Linked DNA regions of Sus scrofa: region 1 is linked to region 2. Evidence: chromatin contacts called from public HiChIP or PLAC-seq data. All regions are on one chromosome and are shown on one strand. Each heading gives the region's core, a stretch centred on a gene start, on an enhancer-like site or on the middle of the called end of the contact. The rest is flanking DNA. Distances are from core to core; before and after follow the strand shown.

The links. HiChIP or PLAC-seq counts read pairs in DNA pulled down with a chosen protein or histone mark.
Region 1: an H3K27ac HiChIP or PLAC-seq map of alveolar macrophages shows a contact between it and region 2. The contact joins the promoter of CCDC158 here to the promoter of SCARB2 in region 2. A contact is called at or near these places in 1 of 5 promoter capture datasets (liver) and 1 of 2 datasets of contacts at active chromatin or transcription factors (alveolar macrophages).

What each region holds. Positions count from the first base shown.
Region 1 is chr8:72,087,524-72,094,454 of Sscrofa11.1, reverse strand. It overlaps CCDC158 (coiled-coil domain-containing protein 158), which reads left to right and starts at 5,489. Exons shown (of 22, transcript XM_021101466.1): 1 at 5,489-5,719.
Region 2 is chr8:71,907,524-71,914,461 of Sscrofa11.1, reverse strand. SCARB2 (scavenger receptor class B member 2) reads left to right here and starts at 4,001. Exons shown (of 12, transcript NM_001244155.1): 1 at 4,001-4,437. The coding sequence starts at 4,321.

The DNA of each region.
Region 1 (6,931 bases), core at 4,240-6,739, 180 kb before region 2:
TAGAAATCAGGTATTACTCTATTTAACATCACTTAAGGAAAAATTAATTTGTTCTTTTCAAAATTCTGATTTAATTTGAGTTTTTCATAGCAACATGTATGTCTTTCTTTTCATCTTTTTAAGCATCTTAAATGTGATTTTTAATTTACTGGATTTTTTGAATGCCTTTAAATCGAGTATTTCAAAGATTGAAAACATCACTCGATCGGCTCTGAAAAACAACAAAGTCAGAGTGACATCTAGTGGCTCTTCTGGCTCACTAAATAATCATTAAAGTAACTAGACAATAAATTGTTAAATTGTAGGCTTGGAAGTTTACTTGGTCTTTCTTAGAAAGAATGTCTCGGAACCATTCCGATAAAAATCAACCTTAATTTAAAGTTTGCACACCCTCTTGGGGCCACCTTTCAGAGGCAAAAAGAATCATCTCTTCATGTGTCTCCTTAAGAGTGAGGAAAACTTCCAAGCCCACCTTCCCTCACTGCTAAATGCCAAGAAGTCTCACCTGAAAACAGTCACTTGAAAGAGGATTGAAAGCCCAAAGAGTAGTTTAAAATCATCAGGATGCACCTGCTAGAACTCCTCCTGAACAAGGTGAAGGCTCTGTAGAAAGGTTATGTTGAATCTACAAAGTGGGATTCTCTGCAAAAGGGGGAACGCTGGGGATGCAGTTTCCAGCATCTGCTTCACTACCATAAGGACTATCACAAAACTATTAGAGCACAAGCAATTCAAATCTTTTGGGAATGATGAAAATGTTATGTCTTGATTGAGGCTGTAGTTTCACAGGTGTATATAGTTGATCCTTGACAACATGAAGGTTAGGGGCACAGATTCCCCCCAATCCATGAAGTTGAAAAAGCTGTATATAACTTTATAGTCAGCCCTCTGTTTCCCTGATTTTGCATTGAGGATTTAACCAACCGGAGATGGTGTGGTATTGTAGAATTTACTATTTTTTTTAAAAATCTGTGAATAAATGGACTCTCACAGTTTAAATCCTTGTTGTTCAAGTGTTTGTATACCAAAACACATCAAATGGGACACTTTAAACAGATGCCGTTTAATGAACAGAAGTTATGCCTCAATAAAGTTAGTCTAATGCATTTGTTTTTCTTGTTTTTTGTTTGTTTGTTTGTTTGTTGTCTATTTCTAGGGCCGCACCCACAGCATATGGAGGTTCCTGGACTAGGAGTCGAATCTGAGATGCAGCCGCCGGCCTACACCACAGCCACAGCAACACGGGATCCGAGCCGGGATCCGAGCCGCGTCTGCAATCTACACCACAGCTCACGGCAACACCGGATCCTTAACCTACTGAGTGAGGCCAGGAATCGAACCCTCAACCTCATGGTTCCTAGTCGGATTCGTTAACTACTGAGCCACGATGGGAACGCCAATAAAGTTAGTCTAAAAAAAAAAAAAATACTCAAGAATTCTATCGATAGATGAATGGGTAAACAAAATATGAGCATATATATATACACACACAAACACATATATAGCATAGCAATTGAATACTATTCAGCCTTTAAAAGGAAGGAAATTCTGCCACATATTCCAAATAGATGAAACTTGAGGACATTATGCTAAGTGAAATAAGCTGTTCATAAATACGTTATAATTAGTCTTGTATGAGGTACCTTGAAGAGTTAAATTTGTAGAGACAGTAGAATGGTAGTTGCTAGGGGCTGGGGGGAAAGTTAGAGTTTAATGGGTACAGAGTTCAGTTTGGGGAAAAGTTATAGAGATGGATGGTGATGATGGTTGTAAAACAAAGTGAATATAACTGAACTATCCATTTAAAAGGGTCAAAATGGTCAATTTTATGTTTTGTACATTTTAACCACAATCCGTTCTTTTTCAGATTTTTTCACATATAAGTTATTACAGAATATTGAGTAGAGTTCCCTGTGCTATACAGCATCTACTAAGTTTTAATATGTTAATTAGGACAAATGATGATTTATGATCTGTCTCTTCCAACTAGAATAAGTCCCATGAGGGCAGGATTTGTCTGTTTTGTTCACTGATGTTTCTGGTACATAGTAGGCATTTAATAAGTATTTGTTGAATGAATTCAAACTTCCTTATTAAATATATTTCTTTTCTCATAGTCTTGGTAGAAAGAAAATGTTAGAACGTTAACTATACAGTTTGTAATGTTTTATGCCCTATCTCCTTGCAAAATTATTGGAGGTGATTTACCATTTATTTCCTCCCCAATATATATTGAGTCACTTCTCTGTCTGCATTCCACCAGGTTCTGGGGAAATATGGCCATCATATCACAATTATAATAGAAAATTTAAAAATCCAGTCTTCTCTGTTAAGTCTGATTTAGCATTGCATTTAGTTTTGAATATCTTTGGCAAAAAGATTTTTGAAGTTTAAGTTATAAGGGAAACCCCATGGTTAAATTTTTTCATATAGGAGTTCCTGTTGTGGTTCAGTGGTTAACGAATCTGACTAGGAACCATGAGGTTTCTGGTTCCATCCCTGGCCGTGTTCAGTGGGTTAAGGATCTGGCAATGCTGTGAGCTGTGGTGTAGGTGGCAGACATGGCTCAGATCTGACTTGACGTAATTTTTTCTATTACTCATTCACAAAATTGCGTTGGGTGAAACAAGATTTTTTTAAACTAAGCAAATGGTTGAATTAAACTGAGAGTAGAGTCCCTGCATCATGTATGTGATGTCTGGAGTGCTTTCCTTGTACATTTTTTTTTTTTTTTTTTGGTCTTTTTATCGCCACACTCTCGACATATGGAGGTTCCTAGGCTAGAGATCCAGTCGGAGTTGTAGCTGCCAGCCTATACCACAGCCACAGCAACCCCGATCCTTAACCCACTGAGTGAGGCCGGGGATCGAAACTCCGTCCTCATGGATGCTAGTCAGATTCATTTCCACTGAACTACGATGGGAACTCCTCCTGCTACACTTTTAACATATGCTTTTTTACTAAGATAAAGTTCTAGTCTTTAGTTTTATAGACTCATAGTTTTTTAGTTTTTTTTTTTCAGTCAGAAAAAAATATTTTGTGATAGTTCCCACATCTAACATTTTGCAAATAAAATACAAAACGCTCTGAAATGGTAAATGGTTTGGCCAAGGCTGTATAGTTTGCAACAAAGCTCAGAGCAGACCTGGGTTCTTTATTCCTAAACCATCCTCCAATCAACCACCTGCCCTTAACTGCACCTCATAAAGGCCAGCAGCCAATTGCACTGACAAATATAAGAAGGGGGTTTTGAGAGCAGAAACTGGAGCTTCTTTGCCTCTCTCCCAGTGCCCAGTCTGGTCCAGAGGAAGAATCTGAGGGAGGGAGACAAATAAAAACCCTGGATCCAGGCATGACTCTTTCTAACGAGCTCTTGGTGACTTGGCCCCTCATCTCCCTGGTCCACCCTGCTCAGGCTTCACTGGCCTTTTGGCTGATTCTTAAATACACCAGGTACTTGGCTTGGGAAGCTCTGTTCTACAACATCCATATGCACCCTCCCTCCAGTCCTCCAGGCTGCTGCTCAAGGTCACTTTATCAAGGAGGCCTCCTCAACCACACTGTGATATGCTACCCACACTCCCCAAGCTCCTTTCCCTGTCTCCACAACGCTTGTCCCCACCTGACATACTTGGATTTGTCTCTCTGCACATTGCTCATCTTCTACAAGAATGTAAACTCTATGAAGGTAGGGAACTTTTTTGGTTTTGACACCTTTGCAAGTCATATGTCAGGTGCTCTATAAATAATGTGAAATGACTGAATAAATGGTAAAGGAACTCTGGACCCCTTCCTTTATCTCTCAATTTTTTATTTTAAAAGCTAAAAAGCTCTTTTTAATTTAGCTTTTTTTTTTTTTTTTTTCCTGTCTTTTTAGGGCCGCACCCACGGCATATGGAGGTTCTCAGGCTAGGGGTCTAATTGGAGCTATTGCTACTGGCCTATGCCACAGTCACAGCAACGCCAAATCTGAGCGGTGTCTGCAACCTACACCACAGTTCACGGCAACGCCAGATCCTTAACCCACTGAGCAAGGCCAGGGATCAAACCCATAGCCTTCTGACTCCTAGTTAGATTCGTTTCTGCTGTGCCACGATGGAAATTCCATTTAATTCAGTATTTTTTTTTTTAAATACCATAAAGTAAAACTGCAAGACACTTCAAAATACAAAGAATTTTATAATAAAATTATAATAAAAGACTAACTTTCACACATATATGTGGGTTTAAATAGCTTCATAGTATTTTCACTAACATTTTAATTAAAGACTTCGAAAAGAAAAGAAAAAAGAACTTTCTTGGTTCTCAGGGCCCACACTACAAATATTGAGACACCAATGGAAATCACGTATTAGCTAACTAAAATATTTTCTTGCCATAGGAACACACTCACCATTTGATAGAATCGAAGTTTAATACAAAATAATTAAAATTTGCTTTCTGTCTAGCCACAAACCTTAAAACCATTCACTTTCCCATTTAATGCTTAGTTCATTCTCTGTTAAGGTACTTGATTCTATAAGCAGTCTTATATCTTCCGAGTCAATAAACGGAATAATTTAAATTATAGGCGTGGAAAAGGGAATCTTTAGTGGTCTTTAATGCTAGTTTTATCAAAACATAACTACATTATATAAGGTAGGTTTTATTAATATTTCCAGTTTACACATAGTTATTTGCCCTAGGTGTCAGCAGAACTCGACTGCTAATTGTATTAACGCGACTGGTCGCATCTATTACACTCAGGCCTTTCTGGATTCCTTTCATTTGAGCACCAATCTGGGCGGCCCCCAAGAGGTCTGGGTAACCACATAATCTGATAAATTCTACATCGGAGATGATGACAGAGAGCAACTGAAGCCCAGCGGAAGAAACAACTCTCCGGAGGCAAGAGAGTCAGCAACCCCGATGAGAACATGTCTGACCCCTGAAAACATTCCAGGTAGAGGAATGACAGAAGCCAAGACAGAGCTGCAACGTGTGTATTCTGTTAAGTGAAACAGCAGGGGGGACTTGAGGGTAGAGGTGGGGACACCGACAGAAGGCGGATCGTGGGGGACGTGGGAAGGCTGACTGGCAACCACAAGACTGGGCTTGACTCTTAGAGAGCAGGTAGAGATAGAATGTGTGGGGGTCGCTAAGAGTGGGGGGAAATCATCTGAGAAACAACTTCAAGAATAGCCTGGGGCGTTGGGGTCGGGGGCAAGAGTAGGACGCGGAGACCGGTTAGGAGGCCGAGGAAAAAAGGAAGAGGCCTTTGGTGGCAGAGAGTACTGGTGGAGACCAGAATCGGTGTCGTTTCTGGGGTAGGGCTGGTAGGATCTGATATGGGCGGGATGAAAGCCCCCCTCAGGCGGGGCACTTGGGGTGGGGGGGGAATGCGCTCCGTTGCCCAGGCGACGGAGTCTGGGGGCGGAGTCGGCCCCCGCGGGGAGCCCTGCCCCACCCACCTCCTCCTTCTCTTCCTCCTCCTCCTCACGCCTCTCCCAGGTGCCCAACGGTTGCTGGCGCAGCTCGCGTGGAGCTGCGGCGGCCAGAGACCCGGGGCCCGAGGAGCGGGCGTGGGCGGGGCAGCGTCGGGCGCTGTCGCTGCCGCCACCGAGTCGGAGCCGCCCCCGTCTCCGCCGCCGCCGCCTGGTCGACGCAGGTGCGGCCGCCGCGCCCGCCGGCGCCCCCGCGGGGATGGGGCCGGTCTCTTAGGATGAGGCGTTGGTCGCAGGTACTGGGGCAGGCGTGACTCGGGGACGGGGCGAGGGTGTGGGTCATTCTCCGACCGACCCGGAGCAGTGCGTCTTCACTTCTGGAACCTTCCAGACCTATTCTGTGTGTTTTGCACATGGTAGATGCCCAATAAATTGTATGCCGGCATGCACAGGCTGTTGTTTAGAAATATAACAGGCAATCCTGTCCCGACGTTACCAACAACTCCTGTTCCTACCCTGCTTCCGGCGAGTTGGGGGAGGGATGGGGAAGACACGGAGATAAAGAGAAACGTGTGCCTTTGGGCAGCCTCAGCCTGAGTGAGATTGTATTAAATGCTGTGCAAGAGCCTTTTCAGCTGGAGCCCTTCCTGTTACGTGAGCGGTCTGGTTCTGCATATTGTCAGCATCAATCAGAAACAGTTTCTGAGCCGAGTCGATTCTTTTTCACAAAACTCTTAAGTCCCCATAGAGGCTGTTCCAGGTTTTTGTCCAGTGCATCTTGATGTACTTAAGGGCAAGGGAAAGTCGAAGAAAAGTGGAGTTGGCTATTTCTCGGGGGGCGGGGGGTTATGTTTTTGTTTTCGTTTTTGACTGGACTGGCAGCCGATTCAGGAAAGAAAGGGCCAGAGTTTTCCACCGTCCCAGAGACCAGCGAGGCAGGACGGTTTCTCTGTAAAGTCCCGAAGGTGGGGTAGAGGAATGGTGGAGAGGTCTGGTCCTCCCATCTCTGTACCACTTTTATTCTTTTTAAACTTATACAGTGATCTTTGTGTTGTGGATAAAATGGGCTTTATGCCATAGAGATAGTATTAGGCTCCATTCAATTGAAGGCAGAAATTGACAATTTATTTGGTATGTGCAAAGCCTCTTATATTGTGTTTTACAAAGAGAACTCAATGTTGTCTATCTGGTGTGTTAGGGTCACTCACTGTAATAACCCACAGTTCATTAAATAGGGCCTCTGTGAACCATCTGTTCCCAAACTAGATGGCCCCAAATCATATGGTATGGTAGGCAGAATAAGGGCCACCCAAAACATCACATGCCTAATCCCTGGAACCTGTAAATGGCTTAAGGAAAAGGGTCTTTGCTTATCTGATCAAGTGAAGGTTCTTGAAATGGGGAGGTTATCTGAGTAGGTTCTAAATGTGAACACAGTAGGTCCCATTTTGGTTCAGTGGCTTAAGCCGGCTAGTATCTGTGAGGATGTGGGTTCGATCCCTGGCCTC
Region 2 (6,938 bases), core at 2,752-5,251:
TTTTTTTTTTCTCTTTTTAGGGCTTCACCCATGGCATAGAAGTTCCCAGGCTAGGGGTCTAATAGGAGCTGTTGTTGCTGGCCTTCACCACAGCCACAGCAATGCCTGATCCGAGCTGCGTCTTCGACTTACACCACAGCTCATGGTAACACCGGATCCTTAACTGACTGAGTGAGGCCAGGGATCAAACCTATAACCTCAGGGATACTTGTCAGATTTGTTTCCACTGAGCCACTCCTGATGGGAACTCCTGATTAACCACCTCTGAGTATAATATCAATATTTTACATTTACGGTGAGGCCCAAAGAGTCCTTCTTGCTTCCCCTGAGTCAGAATCTACTGTCCTGCAGCCTGTCTTGGGCTCTAAGAAGGAAGTTCTTTCTCTTTCTGAGTCCTCGATGATGGTGTAACCTGCAGCAGGCACCAACCATCATCCATTCACAAAAGCATGTGCTCTTCTCACGTTTCGTTCCTCTGATTTTAGGTATAGTGGAGTCCCTGGGAAAATTCCTGACCGTGTCCCTGCCAGGGGGTATGGGTGGGGGAAGTTGCCCCATCCAGCCAGTGGCAGCAGTAACCCCTTCCTACACCAGCTTCCCCCCACTGCCCCCGCCCCAGAGTGTGAGGGGCTTATTATCTGGGTACCTGCCATGGAGCAGCTGTTCCCTGGGCCTAGAGACGGAGGCTCATCCGAAGTGGGAGACAAGGAGGCGGTCTCAAGGGGCTTTGGGAGCCTGTATGAGAATTTGGGGGGCTTTGGGCAAAGTCCCAGTAGCTGCCATGGGATGAAGAAGGTGAAACTGAGAAGACAGCCAGGCCAGGTGCTAAAAAGTCATCAGTTCATGATGATAGGAAAGATATTGCTGTAGGATTATAGATTGCTATTTTCCGTACATGAGTTTTTTTTTGTGTGTGTGTGTGTGTGTTTTAAGGCTGTTTAGATTTTCTGTAGTTTAGGTCCTTTTTGTTCTCTTTTAGTATTTAGTCCATTTTTGAAATGCTAGTCTGGTCAGCTGTGCTAAGGGGAACTGAGAAAGAGCTTTTTGTCCAGTTTGGATCAGAGTTTTAAAGGGGAAACAGCTCACAGACTGCTGACGAGGCGAAAATGAGGGCTCTTGTCCGAATGAGAGAGCCTCAAAGGGAAGGTAAACTGAGAGCCACTAAGCTGGAAACCCTGGTTCGGAGGCCCCCCCACCACCGAGGTGTGCTTACCAAATCTGGGTCCATCTCCCCATCCCCGCAGTCTGTTACTCCCCTAGGGACCCAGACAAGAGGCAAGAAGGGACCTGAATGAAGAATGAGGAGAAGCAGTGCCCCGGGATGGGTGGCCCAGGGCTGGACTGAGTGGGTAGCTATGCAGTTTGCCCTCAAGACTGGGGCCAGCAAAGAGGAAAGCTGGTCTTGTCTGGAGATGGGGGCGGGGGTGGGGGGTATCAATATGAGCATGAGTCACTGGGTGCCAAATACTCCAGCTGGGCAAGTTCCCAAATCTTCTTTCCAGTTAAGGCAGGAGAGGACACCCACGGGCTGCAGAGGACCCCACTCATACCTGGGGAGAGGACGAGTGAGGGTTCCTGCACCAGCAGAGCCCCGCAAGCAAACTGGGGCCCTGGACCGTCATCCATTAGCTGGAACCTAAAGCAGAGATGGAGGCGGAACAGGCCAGCCTCACGGCAGGATCGGGCGTAGGGAAAGGCTGCTGATGGTGCAAGAGGAATGACTGGGGGCCACCCAGGCCTCCTGGTCACGCGGTTTGGCAGAGTTGAATCATTTCAGACCCCACCCAGGCCTGGTTCTCTGGGGCTGCTGCTCAAAGACCTTAGGTAGCTACAGATGGGTAGAGTCGGGAATGGGCAGCTGTTGTCACTATCAAAGTCCCAGGCTCAGGCCTGCCCTCATAGTCTGCTCCAGTTATCTAAAACCAAGTAACATGCCAGAAACTAGGGCCATAAAAACAACAACAATCCTTTATTTTGCATTTCAGGCAGGGCCAGGAAGGGACTGCCCTGCCCCAGCGTGTCTGGGGCCCATGACTCAAATGGCCAGGGACAGCAGAGGGCTGGCAGAGCATCTCGCTGTATTCTCTCCCCTGTTCCCTCTAGCATGGAGGCCTCCTCAGGGTAGCTGGGCTTAGTGTTGGCTCAGGGCGATCATTTCCAGAGGCCCAGGCAGAAGCTGCAAGGTATTCATGATCTATCTTCAGGAGTTCCAGGATATGGTGGAATCACTAAATCAAGGCAAGTTCAAGGGAAACAGTATAGACCCCACCTGTCAATAGTAGGAGTGTCAACGTATCTGCCACCCACCCCCTTTTTTAATGGCCTCACTGGTGGCATATGGATGTTCCCCAGCCAGGGATTGAATCCGAGTCACAGTTGCAATACCAGATCCTTGAACCCACTGCTCCAGCCAGGGACTGAACTCGGGCCTCCACAGCCACCCAAGCCACTGCAGTTGGATTCTTAACTCACACACAGCAGGAACTCCCATTCGCCCCCATTTTGAAGGTATAGGGCATCTCACCTAGTCCTCAGCAGAGGCTCCCAGCTGAACCCACTGTTCCCAGGTTCTCACTGATAGCAGCTGGGAGGCAGCAACACACAGGGTAGAAAAACCGAGGGAGCTACCAGGCCTGCATTCTGGCCTAAGCAGGATCCACCACTCAGCAACTGGTTGAGCTTGTTAGATGACTTACCTCTCAGAGCCATGGCTTCCTTATGTACAAACTGGAAATACTACTACCATGGGGACCAAGAAAATGTACTTTTCAGGCCTTGCAGTGCTGAGCAGCCCTGACCCGGAGCCCTGTCACAGCCGCTGAGCCCTAAAATCTATCTGCTGTTGCTCATCCCAGCTTGGGACAGAGGCCAGTTTCCTGGGGCTGCTCCCAGTCATGACTAAGAAGCTGCTCCTGGAGGGTGCTGGATTCCTGGACCAGGCCATTTTGGCTTGAGGACACCCCCCCACCCCACACCACCCCCATAGGCCTTGCTGAACTTTCTTAGAGCTGCGCTGGGTACTTCGTCCTGTCCAGCCTTCCTTCCTTCCTTGCCGCGCTCCTGCACAGAAGCCACACCTGCGTGTCCTTCAAACGGTGCTCCTGTCACCCCTGCTCCTCTCTAACGCTGCTGGGATCAACAGCCCCAAGGCTGCTGCGGGTATTAAGTAGGTATGTGTTGGCGCCTAGCCAAGGACTGCCATATAGTTGCCATATAGTTGCCATATAGTTGGGTTCCCTCAACTAATGTTTATGGAGTCCCCGCTGCGCGCGGACTTTTAGTCTCGGTGCCTGGGACGTAGTATCGGTGAACCAGGCAGGTGAGAACCTCCGGGCCTCCTGCTTAGGCTTCTTGCGGATCCCCTCCCTGCGGTAAGATAAAGCCGCAATTCTTCTACGGGACACGGGAGCGCTTCCAAGTCTGACCCCAAGGGGGCCTCCACACCTCCCACCCCAACCTGCACACCTGAGCCTGCGGGCAAAGGAAGTTCCTTCTTTTCTCTGACCATCTTGCTCTCTCACCCCCAAGGTCGTACAGCTGTTTCTTCTCCAAATGCTGCCTCCCTCCTCGCACACACCCCTCACGTGACAAACCCTTACCCATCCCCCAAGTCCCAGTTCTGTTGTGGGGTCCTTGGTCACCCAGGCAGAGATGCTTGCGGGCACAGATCTCAGCAGGCACCCCATAAAAGCACTTGTTACACTGCGCTTTTGCTGCTGTAACAGTGTCTCCGTTAACTTGTGAGCTCGTCTAGAGCAGCGGCAGTGTCCTATCCAGGCTGAATCTGCCGGCGCGGCCCTTTGTAGGCCCGCAGCTCCGGACCGAGGAGCGGGGACAGCCCGGGAGGATACGCGGTTTTCCCGGGTGACCGCGGGGGCCTGCGGCGAGGGGGCGGGGGCGCGGCTGGCGCTGCGGGGACCGGCCGGGGTCGATCCGGCCGAATCGCAGCTGCTGCCGCGGGGCACATGACTGCGGGCTCAGCCCCCGCCCCGCCCCGCCCGCTTCCCGGCGCAGCTGCCCGCTGTCTCCTCCCGGGGCTGCGGCGAGCCGGGCCGGCCAGCGTCCCCACCCTGCGCGCTCCCTCCCCACCGCCGCTGCCGGGGCGGGGGAAAGCGAAACCAAAGCGACCCTTCCACTCCGCGCCGGCAGGCCGGGTGCATCGAGGCCGCGATCGTCCAGCCGCGGAGCGGGGAGCGGCGAGCACCCGCCCGAGGGTCCCGGGTCTTCCGGCTGCTTACTGCGGCTGCGGGGGCGGCGGCGGTGCTCCTCCCTCCTTTCCCCTCCCGCCACCCGCCCCCCGGCCGGTGAGCGGTGCGCAGGATGGGCAGGTGCTGCTTCTACGCGGTGGGGACGCTGTCCCTGCTCCTGCTGGTGACCAGCGTCACGCTGCTGGTGGCCAGAGTCTTCCAGAAGGCCGTGGACCAGGCGATCGAGAAGGTGAGGCGTGTGTGTGTGTGTGTGTGTGTGTGAGAGAGAGAGAGAGAGAAGGCGCTTGAGTGCTGGGGGCACACTTCCACCCCACTCCCCACTGCTGAACCTTGTCCAGGGAGGATCTGTGCCCGGGCAAACCCTCTGGACCAGAGCCCTTTTTTCGCCCTCGCCTTCTCGGGGTGGGCTGGAAAGGGTTAAAGAAGGATGGCGAGGAATGGCACTGACCGTGTTCCTTTTAGAATAATAAGACTCTGGATCTCGACTTTTTAAAAGGCTAGCCCTTATATTCCACCATTTGCATTCCCCCACCCCCACCCCAGGCCCTCCCTTTGCCCCATCACTGTTGGGCCCAAGCTCGTTTCCCTCCGACTTCATGAAGAAATAAAACTAAATGAAAGACACCACAGCTGGAACAGGTTTTTGGCTGCTTGCTGAGGCCTCTGAAGTGGTGTGGGGCTGAGGAGGAAAAGCGGGTGTGTGGTCTATTGTGTTCTTGCCTTCCTGGGCTGGGCCTCGCATTGGGTAGCCAGGCCAGGCCTCTGGGGTGGGTGACATTTCAGTGCTCACCCACAGACTTAGCCGGTTCGGTCAGAACCAACATCCTCCGTTGCTTTGTCTCACTCATGGTTCTTCCTCTTCAACAGCGGTAAACCTCAGGCAAAGATGCATTTCGATTCATAACAGAATCTGAGCCAGTCCCGTCCACCTAGGTAGGTGGGCTGGAGAGCTCGTCATTTCAGATTTCTCCATCCTATGGCTTCCCCAGGAGTCATTTCTTCTGCCCTGTCACCCACATCCACCAATCTGTGTGGAAAGATGAAAAAGAGAGTTACTGAGACACTTTTTCCTAAAACAAAAGGGAAAGAAAGAAAAAGATTGGAGCAGCCTTTCTCCTTAGCACCCATAACTTCATGCCTCGTTTCTCCTGCTGGTTAACTCTTGCTCCTGGCCGGATAAAAAAGCCCAGGCTACCTCCGGATTTGATCACTGCATTCCCAGTTAGCAAGATTGTTTCATTCTAGGTGGCAACAGGCATATTTCTTTAATACAGGTTTCTTTTTTTCTTTTTGCTTTTTTCTAGGGCCAATCCCTGGGCATATGGAGGTTCCCAGGCTAGGGGTCTAATCAGAGATGTACCTGCCAACCTAGGCCACAGCAACTCCAGATCCAAGCCACGTCTGCGACCTACACCACAGCTCACGGCAGCACCAGATCCTTAACCCACTGAGCAAGGCCAGGGATCGAACCTGCAATCTCATGGTTCCTAGTCGGATTCGTTAACCACTGAGCCACACCGGGAACTCCTACTAGAGGCTTCTAGAACCCATCAGTTAGGAGTTCCCATTGTGGCTCAGTGGTTAATGAACCCCGGACTAGTATCCATGGGGACTTGGGTTCCATCCCTGGCCTTGCCCAGCGGGTTGAGGATCTGCCATTACTGCCAGCTTGTGGTGTAGGTCAGAGGCTCAACTTGGATCCCAAGTTGCTGTGGCTGTGGTATAGGCAGGCAGCTGTAGCTCAGATTGGACTCCCAGCCTGGGAACCTCCATATGCCACAGGTGTGGCCCTAAAAAGAAAAAATAAAATAAAATAAAAAAAAGCCATCAATTACTTGAAATCTGATAGTTAAAGGCAATTTTTAAAAGATGCCATTGCAGGAGTTCCTGTTGTGGCTCAGTGGTTAACGAATCCGACTAGGAGCCATGAGGTTACGGGTTCGATCCCTGGCCTTGCTCAGTGGGTTGAGGATCTGGCATTGCCGTGAGCTGTGGTGTAGGTCAAAGATGCGGCTTGGATCCCGCATTGCTGTGGCTCTGGCATGGGCTGGTGGCTACAGCTCCGATTGGACCCCTAGCCTGGGAACCTCCATATGCCGTGGGAGCAGTCCAAGAAGTGGCAAAAAGACCAAAAAAAAAAAAAAAATGCCATTGCAAAGCATAGTTTATTTATTTATTTATTTTAAGTTCACATTGCCAAGGGGAGACAAAGCTTCTTAAAGGCCATTGTTTTCCCTGAGCACCTGTGTTCGGAGAAAAAGCTAAACCAAATTTCTCCACTCCCGGGCCCCTGCAAAGCCATGGCAAGATTGTTCAAGGATGTAACCTCTCTCCTGGGTGACTAGAGTTGAGCAATCCAATTATAGTCCATTGAATTTTCTTGCGTGGCTTTGAAAGGCTGTTTCAAGGGAGCCCGGCAGGACAGTTGATCGCCCCAGTGCCCTGGGTACTCATTACCAGCCCTCAGCCACTCTGTGGCTGTGTTCACGGGTGGGGGCAGGGAGGGGGGAGGCGCTATTAGGCAGCTTGGGTGGGGCTTGAGTGCGCGTTGATTTTTGGTGCTTTTCTCCCTGAGGCATGGACTCTGATCTGACTAATAAACCAAAGTACAGGGGAAGTGGACTTGCCGCATTCCTTGACCCTGTTAAGCAACCCTGCACAAGACGGAGTGTGCCAGGGAGAATTTCAGTGGACAGGCGAGGGGCTCTTGTGGGGCCAGAGGTCATTCAT